Regions from separate parts of the Mus musculus genome. Here region 1 is linked to region 2. A link is a contact called in public Hi-C data. All regions are on one chromosome and are shown on one strand. The core of a region is the stretch at or near the end of the contact, and the rest is flanking DNA. Distances in the headings are between cores, read along the strand shown. Region 1 overlaps Ebf1 (early B cell factor 1). Region 2 overlaps Ebf1 (early B cell factor 1).

Evidence for each region. A called contact is a pair of places that touch in the nucleus more often than the background predicts.
Region 1: a contact with region 2 is called in a Hi-C map of B cells, with 1.5 times the contacts expected there. The contact joins two enhancer-like sites. A contact is called at or near these places in 1 of 15 datasets of contacts at CTCF or cohesin (the NIH/3T3 cell line), 12 of 484 Hi-C or Micro-C datasets (the 3T3-L1 cell line, B cells, the C2C12 cell line and 5 more), 3 of 115 datasets of contacts at active chromatin or transcription factors (embryonic hindbrain, embryonic stem cells and heart atrium) and 2 of 9 other capture datasets (adipose tissue and liver).

Annotation. Positions count from the first base shown.
Region 1 is chr11:44,702,425-44,709,388 of GRCm38.p6, forward strand. The region is part of intron 6 of Ebf1 (early B cell factor 1); the gene reads left to right. Among named protein-coding and RNA genes, the nearest start is that of Ebf1, 88 kb to the left of the region's middle. Within about 2 kb of position 5,062, at least 54 of the 459 cell types and tissues checked have an H3K27ac peak or open chromatin away from gene starts, as enhancers often do. A contact at or near this core is called in B cells, where this site is marked.
Region 2 is chr11:44,627,711-44,634,839 of GRCm38.p6, forward strand. Ebf1 (early B cell factor 1) reads left to right here. Exons shown (of 16, transcript NM_007897.3): 5 at 5,041-5,114. Among named protein-coding and RNA genes, the nearest start is that of Ebf1, 13 kb to the left of the region's middle. Within about 2 kb of position 5,416, at least 11 of the 459 cell types and tissues checked have an H3K27ac peak or open chromatin away from gene starts, as enhancers often do. A contact at or near this core is called in B cells, where this site is marked.

The sequences.
Region 1 (6,964 bases), core at 3,812-6,311, 74 kb after region 2:
CCTGCAATTTGAATTAGCTGTATGCTAAAATGGTTTTAGTTTTGGATATGACTGAGTAAAACACTATTAAAACCCATGACTTTAAAAAAAATGTGACTACCAAGAACATTTAAAGTTTCTTATGTGCCTGGCATTTTATTTTAGTAGACACACACCTTTAGAGAATGTATATGATTCTGAGTCTTTCTTCTAGAGTCTTCTGTGTCTTTGTAGATCATTTGTGGGTAAAAGTCCAATATCCTCTTTTTCTTTCTCAAGATTTCAAAATAGGGTTTCACAGTGTACGGAGTCCAGACTGGTCGCCAACTCACAATTGTCCTGCTTCCAGCTCTAGTACTGGGATTACAGGCCTGTGCCACTAAGCTTGGCCTTTTCTTCATTCTTAGACCAACTTGAGAGGTCAAGGAAGGTCTTCTGTCTTGGTGGCTCCTCCAGGCAGGTCAGTTTTGATCCAAGGATAAAGCTATAAATGGATCTCACACCTTGGGCATGAGTTTTGGTTGGCTGGACGATGTGCATCCAGCTGTCCTCGCCTGGTCCCAGTAGTAATGACCCTGACATCTGGCATCTAAGTCAGATGGAACCTGGGCTCTTCAGAAGCCATGTTGAACTCCTGGGAACCACATTGCTTTTGCTTGCCATAATTTTGCTTAAAAGCATGTTTATTTCGGGGGTGGGGGGAAGGAGCAAGCACTCTGAGTGTGCCCTGGTAAAGATAAGTTTCACAATTTCACCCAAGTTTTATTTAACCACATTGTGAGCTAAGTTGATCGCATTTGAACTGATTTCAGTGATTGAGAACCTAAACCAGATCCATCTCCAACCCCAAAAGCAGTTCCAGGAGAGAGTGGTTGCCAGAGGCAAGAGACGAGAAGCCAAGCATAGCTGGGAATCTCGCCTTGGAAAGATGGAAGCCCTGCAAGCCAAGCTATGTTGTAGAGTGGAGAATGATGTGTGGATCAAAGCACTAGAGTCCATTCTAGAAAACCACAGATCCATTTTCTAGGTGCTAAGTTCTGTCGGTTTTTTTCCCTGCAGACATTATTTCCAGTTTATTAACACTCCATGAAGCATATAAGGAAGCTATGTGGACCCATAGGCACTGATCACCAGCATCCAGGAGGGAACTTTAGGATGTCCTCCTGATTTGTCATTTTCTAAAGGCAGGACACCTTTCATGTCAGATGCAAGCCTAGCACATGGCTTTTTTTTCCCCTTTGCTCTTTTCTTTAGACTAGTTCAGTGGTTCTCAAATTTCAATGGGTCATAAATACAAATCTGTATGTTGGATATTTTATAAAAGATATAAGTGATTTGCTCCTTCCTTCCTTCCTTCCTTCCTTCCTTCCTTCCTTCCTTCCTTCCTTCCTTCCTTATGAAAACTTTGGATCTTGACTTTGTAGCTTAAGGATGTCATTCTTCTTCGCGTACGGACATTCTTAGTGCACACTTCCAGGCAATTGGAATATGACATAGAGATAGATGACCCATAGCCACTGAGTCCAACAGCTAAGCAATATCCTCTTTTCTTCTGTTTGAGATAAGGTCTCACGCTATACTTTAGTCTACCCTGTAATTCACTATGTAGCCACACTGTTGTTGAACTTATGGTGATCCGCCTGCCTCAGAGTCCCAAATGCTGCGATTACAGGTGTGAGCCACTATGTGATGCTTCTGTTCTTGTGTGGGGCTTGGGGAGTGAGGAGAAATCCCACTAACACATCCATTGCCTCTGCTTTCCTGAAGTTAGGGCATAGATGTGTGTCCAGGAGGCATGGCTTTTGGAAGTGAAAATGGCGTCAGGCAGGCACTGTGAAAGGGAAGGCAATATATCCCAGGCTACCCACACACAGGACCCACAGGCCTTGTGTTCTCTTTCGAAGATGCTTCAAGCTCAGCTCTGAGATGAACCCCTGGAATGTCTAAGAGTGTCAGATGTAGATGTCAACTTTGAGTGCAGCCTGGATATTGGTGCTACACTGATTGATCTTGGAGATCAATCAGTAAAGCTATGGAATACTGTGGTAGTCAGCTGTGAGTTATGTTGTATGAGGAATAAAGTAGGTGAAGGTAACATTTATTGAGGAGCCATTACAGTGGAATCCTATTATTTGATTTATACCATACCTATAGGTGAGTTTTGATCGTTTTTTAAGGATTAAAAAAGTAGAACAGGATCATAATTTACTTTTTTTTAGATGAGTATAACCTATATGATCCTCTCTGGCTGCAAGTACGAGAACCTCCATTCTGTCTCAGAACCACAGAACAGTGGCCTGTAGAAGACAAACTGCACTGCTTTCATATAAATGAGGTTAGGAGGTCAGTCACCCACAGCAGAGGTAGAGCTGTACCAGGCTCCCTGTACCACAGTCTTCTGACATCGCTGTAAGGTAGCCTGTTCCTGCCACCAAGGATAGAACCATGGCCATCACTGCAGTATCCCTAGTGGCAGAATGGAGGAAGAAAGGCACAGGGGGGACCCCTTCCTTCCAATGACATTGGATACTGCAGACATCCACTATCCTCTTGTGTCTTTGGCTACCGTTTGATCATATGGTGACATTGTTTTAAGGGGGTCTGGAATATGCAGTTTTTATTTTGGGTGTCCAGATCAATATTGGCAATGTTATCACGTCAGGATAAAGAAGGAAACAGGCATCCGTGGTCAACAACAGACTTTGGTCACTGAGGTTGTCTTGGGAAGCCAGTTGGATCTTTCTATTTGTCCCAAACTACAAGAATTAAGTGAGAAGTAGTGTGGCTCTTTGGAAAGCATTTGGCATCATTCAAAGCACAGTAGCTATTTTAAATTGTAACATGACTAAGCCTTCCTTCTGTCTGTTAACTTTGTATACATGGTGACAGTCACTAGAGAAAACACCCCTTTGCTGCATCTTCTCATACATGTACCATTCCTGTTAAGCAATTCTCACGAATCCTGAGGCTTCTGCAGAACTCAAGTTTTCAGTCTGTTTCTGTGAGACTGAAGTGCTGAGATTCACTAACCATGAATCCCCAAAGACTGGGAGAAGAAATCATAAAAGATAATGTTTTACACTATGTGTTCAGAAAGCTGAGTGTTGATGCTATCACAGCTGAAGAGAATTTTAGAAGTCACTCTTTAAAAGGAGTGGGGATAAATGTGAATCTACCCACTCTGGGTCTAGCTATACATCCATCCAGATTGCCAATGGCCTGGGAGGCCCCCTTTCTTTTAACACGGAATGTTTTCATTCAGAGTCAATGCCTTTGATCACAAGGTGTGTGAACAACATACATAGGATAGAAAATGTTTCCTGCCTTTAGTGTAGGCTGGGTCTTGTAGTTACTGTAGGAGATGGGGCAGTAAGCTGAAATCCTTCATTGTCTTTTCAATGGTTACATCAATCTGGATTCAGCTTCATGTGCACATGGGACGCTGGCTCTGTCCCTCTGCTGCACCTCAGACATGACATTCAGGCCTTCCAATCTCACTCATGCCCTGGGCTCTTCTGGAGCTAGAGCTGTGTCTGGAGGGCCTTCCTTACCCATTACCTAGACCTCATGGTTCAAACCCACCCTACAGGAGGCCCTGTGAGTCCCTCTCTCCCTATAGTCACTCTCTGATGCTGGGCTGGGCTCCATCAGGGAGTGTTAATTAATAGAGTATTCATGTTGTGCTCCTTACATGTCTATCTAGTGTCTGTCTTCTTCCTTCAGCCTGGAAGCTTAGTGAGGACAGAAGTTATGCCCAGTTTGGTTCACATCCCTGCTCTCTAGATTTGCCTCAGTGTTTAATGAATATTTATAGGGTAAAATCTCTTTGAAAATTGATTTATTATCTATGTATTATTCTCTGGTAGCGTAGAGGTCTGTTTTAAAGTAAAAAAAAAGATTTATTTTTTATTATTTTGAATTACGTGTATGTATGACTATACGTGGGCACCTTTGGCAGCCAGCGGCATCAGGTCCCTCTGGATCTAGACTTCCAGAGGATTGAAGGGAACTCAGGTCTTCTGCAAGAACACTATCCACTCTCTGCTGAGCCATCTTTCCAGCCCTGACTTATTTTTAAGCTTATCAGTTGTTGAGGGTACCCAAGTGCTAGCTGGCTCTGTCACAAGGAAGTGCCACAGGGTGGACTACCTAAACCCCAGAAGTGTACTTCCTCACAGATCTGGGAGGCCAGAGTCAAGGTGTCAGCATGGCTGCCTTCCTCGGAGGACCTCCTTCTTGGTTAACTGACACCATCTTCTTCTTGTGTCTTTGCATTGTCTCTTTCTGCCGTGCTGGTATCTGCTGACCTATTCATATATTATGGACAACAGCCATTCTAGATAAGGGCTCTTCTAATGACCTTGGTTTATTTTAATTACTTCTTTAAACACACTATTGTAAATACATTCACACTTAGGGCTCTAGCAGTTAGAACTTCTATATATGAACTGAAGGGGCACAGGTCATAATTTAGCCTCTGAGTACAGAGAGCTGGAGTTCCTCAGATTGTAGGCCAGGCTGGCCTTGAACTCACAGAGCTCCATATGTTTCTGCCTCCTGAGTGCTGGGATTAAAGGCTTGTGTTACCATATCTGGCTCATTGTAAGCATTTTAAAAGCAGCAGCTAAAAGTGGCCCATCCTCTTCTGGACCAAGCAATGAAGTGCCAGTGGCTTTGAAATGACATAGCAAAAAAGGTGAAACATAGGTTCTGGTAGACCCATGAAGTCCAAATCAAAGAGCAAGATTTTGTGTGTGTGTGTGTGTGTGTGTGTGTGTGTGTGTGTGTGTGTGTGTGTGTGTGTGTGTATTCTGAACTACTGGTATCTTATCTGGTGAGACAGGCTTCTTTACAGGCAAATTTTTTCTTTTTCTTTTCTTTCCCTTTCTTTTCTTTCCTCTTCCTTTCTTTCTTTTTTCTTTTTCTTTTTTTTTTTTTGGGGGGGGGGTGACATTTGGAGTTAATATAAGGAAATACCCTTTGTATTGCTTGGTATTGAAAATGTCAGTAAACAAACCCAGCCTTCCAGAAGGGAGGTGGTGGTGGGGAGTTGGTAACAAAAGACATTGTTTCTGGATGCAGGAGGTAACAGGAGTGTACAGAACAAAGGTTGACTCAAAATAGGCTTTGTAGCAAACTCTTGGGTAACCTCCTTTCCCGTTATGTTCAAGTGGCCCTGCTCAAGATAACTCTCGTTATTTTAATTAGTCCACCACACTTACCAACACAAACACACTCTCAATTTCAGGGCTGACAGAGGGCTAGGAGTGTCCTTAAAGGATCAGAAAACAAGTTGGGCTGTTGAGGACTTCCGGCAGCGAGCTAACAAAAACACAGCAGCAGAGGATGTAACTCCAGGAGGCGTGGGACCCTCACAGCAGTGGGGACCCGCACAGCAGTGGGCATGAAAGCCTGCCTTTCCGTTTTTTTTTTTTTTTCAGAGGTTTAGCCCTCACATCTGGCAGACCTGTGACAATCAGCGTTAGACCATTTTAGAAATCAGATACCCTGGTTACCAGGAAGTTGATTTGCCTTCCACTTCCTTAAGAAAACACACATTAATATTTAAGCTGGGTTTTCATAAAAGAAGCGTTGTGTGCCTGAGATGTGAAATAAAGCCAGGGGGCTGGGAAAGCCCCTCCTCCCGAAGATAAAGCGACCCCCTCCCCATGTAATTCAAATCACCCTTCAGATGGGAAAAGGAGAGGAGTGGGCTCCCCCTCCCCCAAGGGCCTTGTGGAATTTCCTATCTACTGTTGTGTGGCATGTGCTATAATGTGTTAAGAGCTGGATTTTAAGTTAGGAATTCCTTCTTTGGGGAAAGAAGCTGGAGAGTCACAAAGGTTACCTTCGTAAAAGATTCCCTGAAACGGTGTCTTTCACCATTCTGGTTTTTTTGTTTGTTTGTTTGTTTTTGTTTTTGTGGGGTTTTTTGTTTTGTTTTGTTTGTTTTTTTGTTTGTTTGTTTACTTTTTTTCCAGGTAGAGCCATGTGGCGTCTATCCTTTGAGGACCAGGCTCAAGGTGCATCTGGCTAGCAAGGTCTGGTCTTTTGCATTTTCCTGCCCAGCCTTATTTCCACTTCCTATGGAGATGACATGGAGATAGCGCCGGATCAAACAGGTCCCACCATCCTGATAAGGCCACCTTAGATACTCCAGGTGATTTCGGTCTGCCTGTAAAGATTTAACGAAGACGAATACAAGTCTTAAAGAAAAAAAATTTTTTTCCCATAGATTGGTGTAAATGGTTTACTTTAAAAATAAACATTTTAAATCACTTTGATCTCAGCTGCTCGAAAGATACAAACTGGTCATTGCTCTGGGGGGAGTGTTTTCCAGGGTTTTAAACCAAGCATAAGCCATTTCCTCTTTGTACACAAGAAGATGAATAATGTCCCAGAACAGTAGGCACATGAAGAAGAAGCAACTGTGTCACTGAAAGCGAGTGGGATACTGCATTGGAGGGCATGGGAAGACCTGAAGTTGGGTTTGAGTTTGTGACTGAGATTTTATAATGGTTCAGGCCACTTTGTGTATTCAGATTTGAATCCTACCTACAACATTATTCTGTTCCTGTCTCTCTTCCTCTCTTCCATCTCTATATTATCTTCAAGACTATCACAAGGTTTCCTCACTTGAGTCCTTAAAGACTTGTCTTTGCAGAGCTTCAATCTTGCTTTCTGCTTGCTTGCTTGTTTGCTTGCTTGCTTGCTTCCTCCCTTCCTCCCTCCCTCCCTCCCTCCCTCCCTCCCTCCCTCCCTCCCTCCCTCCCTCCCTTTCTTCCTTTCTCTCTCCCCTCCCCCCCTCTTTTTTTTTTTTTTAAGATGAAGCTTTAAACTGGGCATGGTGGTAGACACATTTGATTCTCTCACTTAGGAGGCAGAGACAGGCAGATCTCTGTGAGTTCAAGGTGAAGGACAACATGGTCTACACAGCAATTTCTTTGCCAGCCAGGGGTACACAGTGAGATCTTGTTGCAGTAGA
Region 2 (7,129 bases), core at 4,166-6,665:
CCTTTTTCTTTTGCTGTGCAGTCTTTTTTCCCGAAGTAAGTTTCAGTGAACTTTTAAGCCTCAGCAACATTTTCAAAAAAACTAAGGATGAACTATGCTTCAACGATGACTTTTAAAACAGCAGTAACCAGGACAAGCATGATACAGGGATTGACTGATTTTCAAAGACTTGCACACGTTGACTTTAAGCATTTAAAACAAATGGAGTTTTCTCTTCCGACAGTAAGACCTGTTGTTCTTGGAGATTATGAAAGTTTTAACACCCATGTTTTTTCATCTTTTGTTAATCATATATATAAAACAATACGGTTCAAAAAAAAAAAAAAAACCCAATCTGAAATCAAGGGAGGATCAGCAAGAACGTGCATTCGTTTCTGCCTGCTTGTTATTTTCTGGTAGAGGCTGACATTCAGAGAGAGAGGAGCTACTGACCTATCAGAAAGTCAGGTCTCCAAATAGGACCGGTTTGGACAACGTATCCCAGTAGCACCAGTTTTTGAAAGTTGCAGTGAAGTTACTTCTGTTTATTCTTTCACATTTCTTCCTGTCCAAGCATCCCTACTGCCTTGAGGCATTTGTTTGCCCTTGGCAGGATTAATGTAAACAGTATTTTCCACTTGATACTGTGTACCTTTTGTTTCGATGGTTATAAAGCTCAACTTGATTCATCCTCGATTGATTAATTCCAATAATGCGTTTTTATAATTTCTCTCCCTCTGCCTACCATTGTAGCAGCAGCTCCCCCATCCTCACTTCTGATAAGCACATTGATTTATTTAAGCCAGTGTTGTCTTTGTCGCGTTCTCAGACAGACCACCTTCCTCCCAATGAGCAGACACATGATTTACTATGGAGGATGACAATGAGCGTTCTTCTCAGGGCTCCATTGTCTGTATCCTAAACCAGCTGTCTATTAAAATGGTCTCACTTAAAATAGTCAAGGCTGTTTATATGCCCTTGGGATCTCCCAGCTGATCCAACTTCAACCACCGTGCCTCAAACCCCACAGAAGCATACATTTGAATTAGTGAGAGAAGCTGAAGCCCCCTGTCCCCCAAAATTGGTGTTAGAAGATGCCTATCCTTGGTGGGGGGGGGAGTTGGGGGGGGTTAGCGTCTGGATTTGCTCAACTGTGAGCCAGTCTTGCTGTGCGTGCTAAATGTACACCGTAGAAACGCTTTTAGTAGAGAAAGCTGGAGGGGAAAGTTCCAGGCAGTAGGGAAAAAAGGCCAAAGTGTGTCTTAATGTCACTGTGGTTCTGGGGCTACCCAAATAAATCTATCATATCTGCCTGTACCTGGTCCCATCTGAATATTAATCTCTCGACAAATATGTGCTGTGTTTGTATGTGCATGCATGCATGTGTGTTTTAATAAGTTTAATAAGGCTTTTCAGTGATAAGAAAACTGGTTAGAGGCTGGAGGAAGTTCTGCCTTTGAATTGCACAGGAAAGCTTGCTCCCTTAATGTGAGTGCAGTTTACTCTAGGGACAGGAATTTTATCCTTGCTATCCCATGGTAGACTCCCACTCTCTTCTACTGCAGAATTTTCCAGAAGCAGGTACCTCTTTTTCTGACCCTGTGCCTTGAGAACTCTTCTTATTCTATCCAGGCACAGGGAGGGGAAAGGCAGAGGGAGAGGGAAGGCAGAAACCTCAGATTCCAGATCTCCCCAGAGTTCTTAATTATTTCTGAGTAAATCCGAACTCTTGGTTTCATTTTTCTATGCTTGATTTGGAGAAAGATTCTCTGTTTTGACTCCACCGCCAGAAGCAAAGTGGTAGCTCGGTATTTGGTAAAGAGATGCATTATGGAGGGACTGGGCCTTTAACAAGTGATGTTCAGTTACCAAGGAGAAAACACAGGACTTCTGGGAGTCCCTGTCATCCATTGCCTGGGGGAGTCCTCAGTGGATTTGCCTTGAAGCTTATTATTAACTGGATATTATCATGGCCTCATTCATTTCAACTAGCAGCCTTGGTAATAATGATGTTTATCCCATCTAGAAAGTTCCAAACGGAGATCTTATGTAATTGATATGCCTGCCACGCCCTCCCCATAACATTGTTTCTTCTCTCCTGCCACCTCCCTGTACCAGCATAGAAGATTTTTTAGACCTGGAAACTGACTAATCGATTATTATTATTACTATTACTATTATTATTATTATTATTTTAGTTTAGCAAGGCAAACACTGAAGCTGACACAGAGGTTATGTAGAGTTTTAGGAGAACATAGAGCTGATTTAGTGATAATAGGAGTTAGCAGAAATGCGTCATTTGAATTTTTTAGCACTAGACTTGAGATCCAATCAGTAATTTACTGTGTTTTCTTTCTTCCTTTCTTGAATTTTTTTAAAAAAAAACAGTGATGGCAGAAAATAGAAGAGACACATACATGTTTTTAAAAAGTATTAAAATTATTTATTATTTAGATTGTGTGCTCGAGTGCACACGCATGCTCATATATGTGTGAGGGCTCCTGAATGCTGCAGTGTATGTGTGGAGGTCAAAGGACAATTGTTGGTTCTTTCCTTTCACAGTGTTAATTGATCTCAAGGCTTTTTGGCAGACATCTTTACCTTCTGAGCCATTCCACTTGCATCAATTTTTGGTTTTCAGAATATTTTTAATTAATGCATTTTCTTGAATAAAGCAACTTTTAGGGCATTTGAAGAAGCCTTTTAAGAATATTGGCAAAAGGGCCAGTGAGAAGGTTTAGACGGTAAAGGGGCTTGCTGAGCAAGCCTGGAGACCTGAGTTCAGTTCTCATCTCCACATGATGGAAAGAGAGAGAACCAACTCCTGAAATTTGTTCTTTGATCTTATACACACCACACACCACACACACACACACACACACACACACACACACACACACACAAACACTCACAACACACAAACACTCACAACACACACACACTCACAACACACAATGGCATTAGCCCTCCCAATTTGATAAACAAATATAATAAGAATAAAGGAAGAGTTATGTGTTCACACTAAGACTAGTGACGAAAGATTTGACACATCAAAGGACTTTAACACGGTGCAAGTTATTGCCCCAGAGCACAGTGATAAGATGTAACCTTATATTGTGAGAAGCTAGCCTGTGGTCACTGGTAGATGGTGAGCATCACTCTAACAGAATGAGTCAGAGTATATGCTGTTCCTAAACCTGTGGATAAGGAGAACCTGGTTCGGAGGGAATTCAGCATCGCTCTGTGCTGTTGTCCCACCTTGAAGTCTAAGACTTTCATATGAGCTGGAGAACCAGAATAGAACCCAAACGGAAGGATATTCTACAAAGTAACTGTCCTGTATTTGCAACAATGTCAATGCCATGAACCACAACGACTGGAGGATATTCGGAATGAAAGGAGACATGACAGCTGAGCGCGGTGATTAGCACAGGATTTTCTTTCGCTGTAAAGGACATTATTAGGTAATTGGTAAATCTCAATAAGGTCTGGAGATTAGATTATTCTATTGTATCAATGCTAATTTTCTGATTTAGATAATTGTGCTGCGATTATGCATGAAAAAGCCTTGTTTTCAGGAAATGCATGCAGAGATATTGAGGATAAATCTGCAATTTGCTAAAAAGTGATTTAGGGGGAAAAAGAAAAATAGGAAGCAAATTTAGTAAAATGCAGGCGTTTGAGGAATCTGGGCAATGAATATCCATCCTGGGCCTCTAAGCATGTTCTTTCAACCGTTTTAGAAGTCTACAGTTGAAGTAAAAACAATTTATTTATTTTTAAAATACAAGGTTATGATGAGCTAGCCATAAAAGGTAGGTAGTTTTGATAGACCAATGTTAGGGATGTGTGCTTTTCTTTTTTTCCTTCATTTTAATTTGTTGTAAAGTTAGCTTTGCTCTGTGTCTAGATACTGTAAACTGTAATCAGGTCATGACCCAGGGATCTGTCTACACTGGGTCTTAAGTCACGGTGGTTCTGTCTCCAAGTTCAAAACCATGGTGCATGAGAATGACCAGTTAGGCACAGAAGTCCTTTTATGAACCACATAATAATAAGAATAACCTCTGGTTAATTTAAATAGTTTTTGTCACTAAGAAACTGAGGGTTCTGTGAATGTGTGAAAGTAATTTTATTAACAATTTGAAGCTGTGTTATATTAGTATTATGCAGTGATACAGTGTTAAGTGAGTTAAATGTATGCTGATGCAGAAGCCCAGTCTACCAATAGCGTTGTGTGTCTCTTTGGCTGGGACAGTGACCTGTAGGTCCATGAGCAAGCTTGAGGTTTTGGGGAACTTGGTGGGTGTCCCAAAGCAAAATGTGATTGTGTTGCAAAAAGGAAAAGAGAGCAAAGCGCCCGTGGCTGGCGGTTGAGGGAATCCAGATTTTGAGAGTGAGATGTAATTCTCTGCTTAAGGAGCTGACTCTGTGATTTCACCCCCCCACACAGCATATGCTGGCAAGGGTTCCCTTCTGGGCGGGTGTACACCCTGCAAAAGCGCTTGCTCTCAGCCTCTCGGTAGGAAGAGGGGGTTTCCCCTGATGGAATCGCTTCAGAAATGACTTTGACGATGCATAGACATCCAGCTTTCCCCATACCCATTTCCTGCTACTTTCCAGTAGAACACGCTGGGAGCAGTGCGGAAGCAAATGTACGTGGCTGGCCGATCAAACGCACATGGCCTCTCTCCATTTGAAATACAAAATATTGCAACCTCTTCAGCCTTCTGGATCTCCCCTCTTTATTGATTAGACTTATTTTTATTCTGTATTGAAAAGAGAATTATGGTTGTCTTGACAACAGATGCCTATCACATGCTTTGGTCCAAAGATGTGCATAATGAGGTGGCTGATAGGGCAGAGAGGATCAGATCCCATTCCACTCAATTTGGGCTGATCCTGACCAATGTGTCCTGAAATAATCAGCCCAGTGAGGCTTTTTGCTCCTAAAAGTTAATTGGCCCCCAGCAGGGGCGAGGCAGTGAAGAACGGGATTGTTATACATAACCCTCTGCTACTTGTTTCTATTTTTAGCTAAAAACATGCCTTTACTTTCAGGCCATAGTGTATGAAGGCCAAGACAAGAACCCTGAAATGTGCCGAGTATTGCTCACACACGAGATCATGTGCAGGTAAGAAATTTCCTCTCTCTTTCTCTCTCTGAAGTAAAGATGAATTTGGATCTCAAGTCTAGGTGAAATCAGTTCCATTGGGGGGTGGGGAATATGTTTATTTTGCGTTTGGTAAATGGTCTGGAAGAATTATCAGACACATTTGGTAATTTGGTCAAGGATCATGTCGGTTCTCAGTTGTTTATTACATTTCATCTTGGGAGACATTAGTTTGCGTTTTTTGGTACCTCACTGTTCATGGCCACAGAGCAGCAACCTCCCTCTTCCTTCGCAGTGGAGTGACATAGAGTATAATTTCCTTTTTGGTGACATTTGCACTCATCTGCATGCTTAGTAAAATATGAGTTCTCTTGAAGTCAGCAGAGGCTTCTGTTGGGGGCAACTTGAAAGTCATACTTCCTCCTTTGAGTTCTGCTTACTATAACACCCCATACCTGAGCCTAAACTCATCTCTGTCTCTTTCTGTCTCTGTCTCTCTCTGTCTCTTCTTTTCTCCTGTAGATGGTCTTTTAGTAATCCTGTTCATATCTGAGCATGAAGCTAATATTTCTTGGGGGTGGTTTGCTTTGGGGTTTTGGGGGAAGGAAAATGAAAAGGAGACCACAAAAGGTCTAATAATTCATGTTCCTCACAGATGAATCTCTTTCTGCTGTGATCATGCTGAAGTGTCATCTGAGACCACAGTGCCCCTTGGTGGCCTCAGCCAGGCCTATGCAGCAGAGGGATAAGGGCAGCCTTTTAACTTACACTCTTATTCCTTGTAAAATAACCCAGCATTTTGCTCTCAACATCTCCCAAGTAATTAGATAAAGCAGGGAGATGCCACACTTGACATCAGAGGAGAGTTCCTAATTGCTTTGTTAGCTGAGCAGCCTCTCTCTGGCACAATGTGTGTTTGGCTGGTGAATGTCACTGACCAGTCTACATGGGTCTTCAGCTGCCTTCTCAGCATGGGAAGCCCTTACCGGCCACTCATGGACTCTTGGGGCAAACAATCTTACAACTCTACAGGTGGAAAAAGACTCAAAAGTGTGTTGTGTTTTCCGAGTGACATCCCAAACATTAACATTTGTATCTATAAAAATTCTGCTTTTTTTCTTTTTAGAAATACTTCTGATTTATAGTTCTAAGATATATAAGCGCTTCACACATTTTCACTTCAGTGATTTATAAAACCTGTTAATTATTCTAAAAACCAGGTTGTTTTTTTTTTTCCTCCAGACTTAAGACAGTAGTGGAACACTCCTAAACAGGGTGGAATTTCTTCATCAGTAGAACGAGTTAGTTTTACCCTGTGTGTATGACCTGGATATAATCTGGCTGAGTGGCACCTTTTTAGAAGGAAAGGAGCAAGCCCCGGTTTAAAAAATGTAACCTAAGTAAATCGTAACCTCGTCTGTGTTACTGTTCCCCCAACCACAGCTCTATCATTTTAGCCTTCTACAATTAACACGCCATTAGACTGCCCTCTCCATGTAGAGCTGCGTGTGGCTGTAGCAGAACAGGAAACAGGAAGATGGATTTCAGGAACAGGCCAAGCACTAGCTATACATCATCGATTTGCATTTCGTATCTGCATATGTTTGGATTATGCTGGAGAGAATTCTATTCCTGAACTACTTAGAGATATATTATGCCTCTCATGCGCAGGGCCCCCCTCTATTAATGCAGTTTATATTTTCCTTGTTTTTAAAATTCATTGGTCCAAAGTGCTTTATTATGCTGGTTGGTGTGCTTTACTGCTCGCGTTCTCTCTATTTTTCAGAAACATAAAAATAGCAAAAAATAAAATTCTCAAGCCATGGAAGGCAAATGACGCTGTTTGTACCGAGTGGCTAAGAGGGAAAGCCATATTCCAAATGTCATCTTGCTAATGTTACAGATTACTGCTCTCTCCGGCTGCCTATAGATGTGGAAGGGGTACTGTTTGTTTACAGGCTACCATGACCCCATTACACAAACCTGTCATCTATTGTGTGGCTAACAGTCTTTTAAATTGCAAATCTGATGCTCTT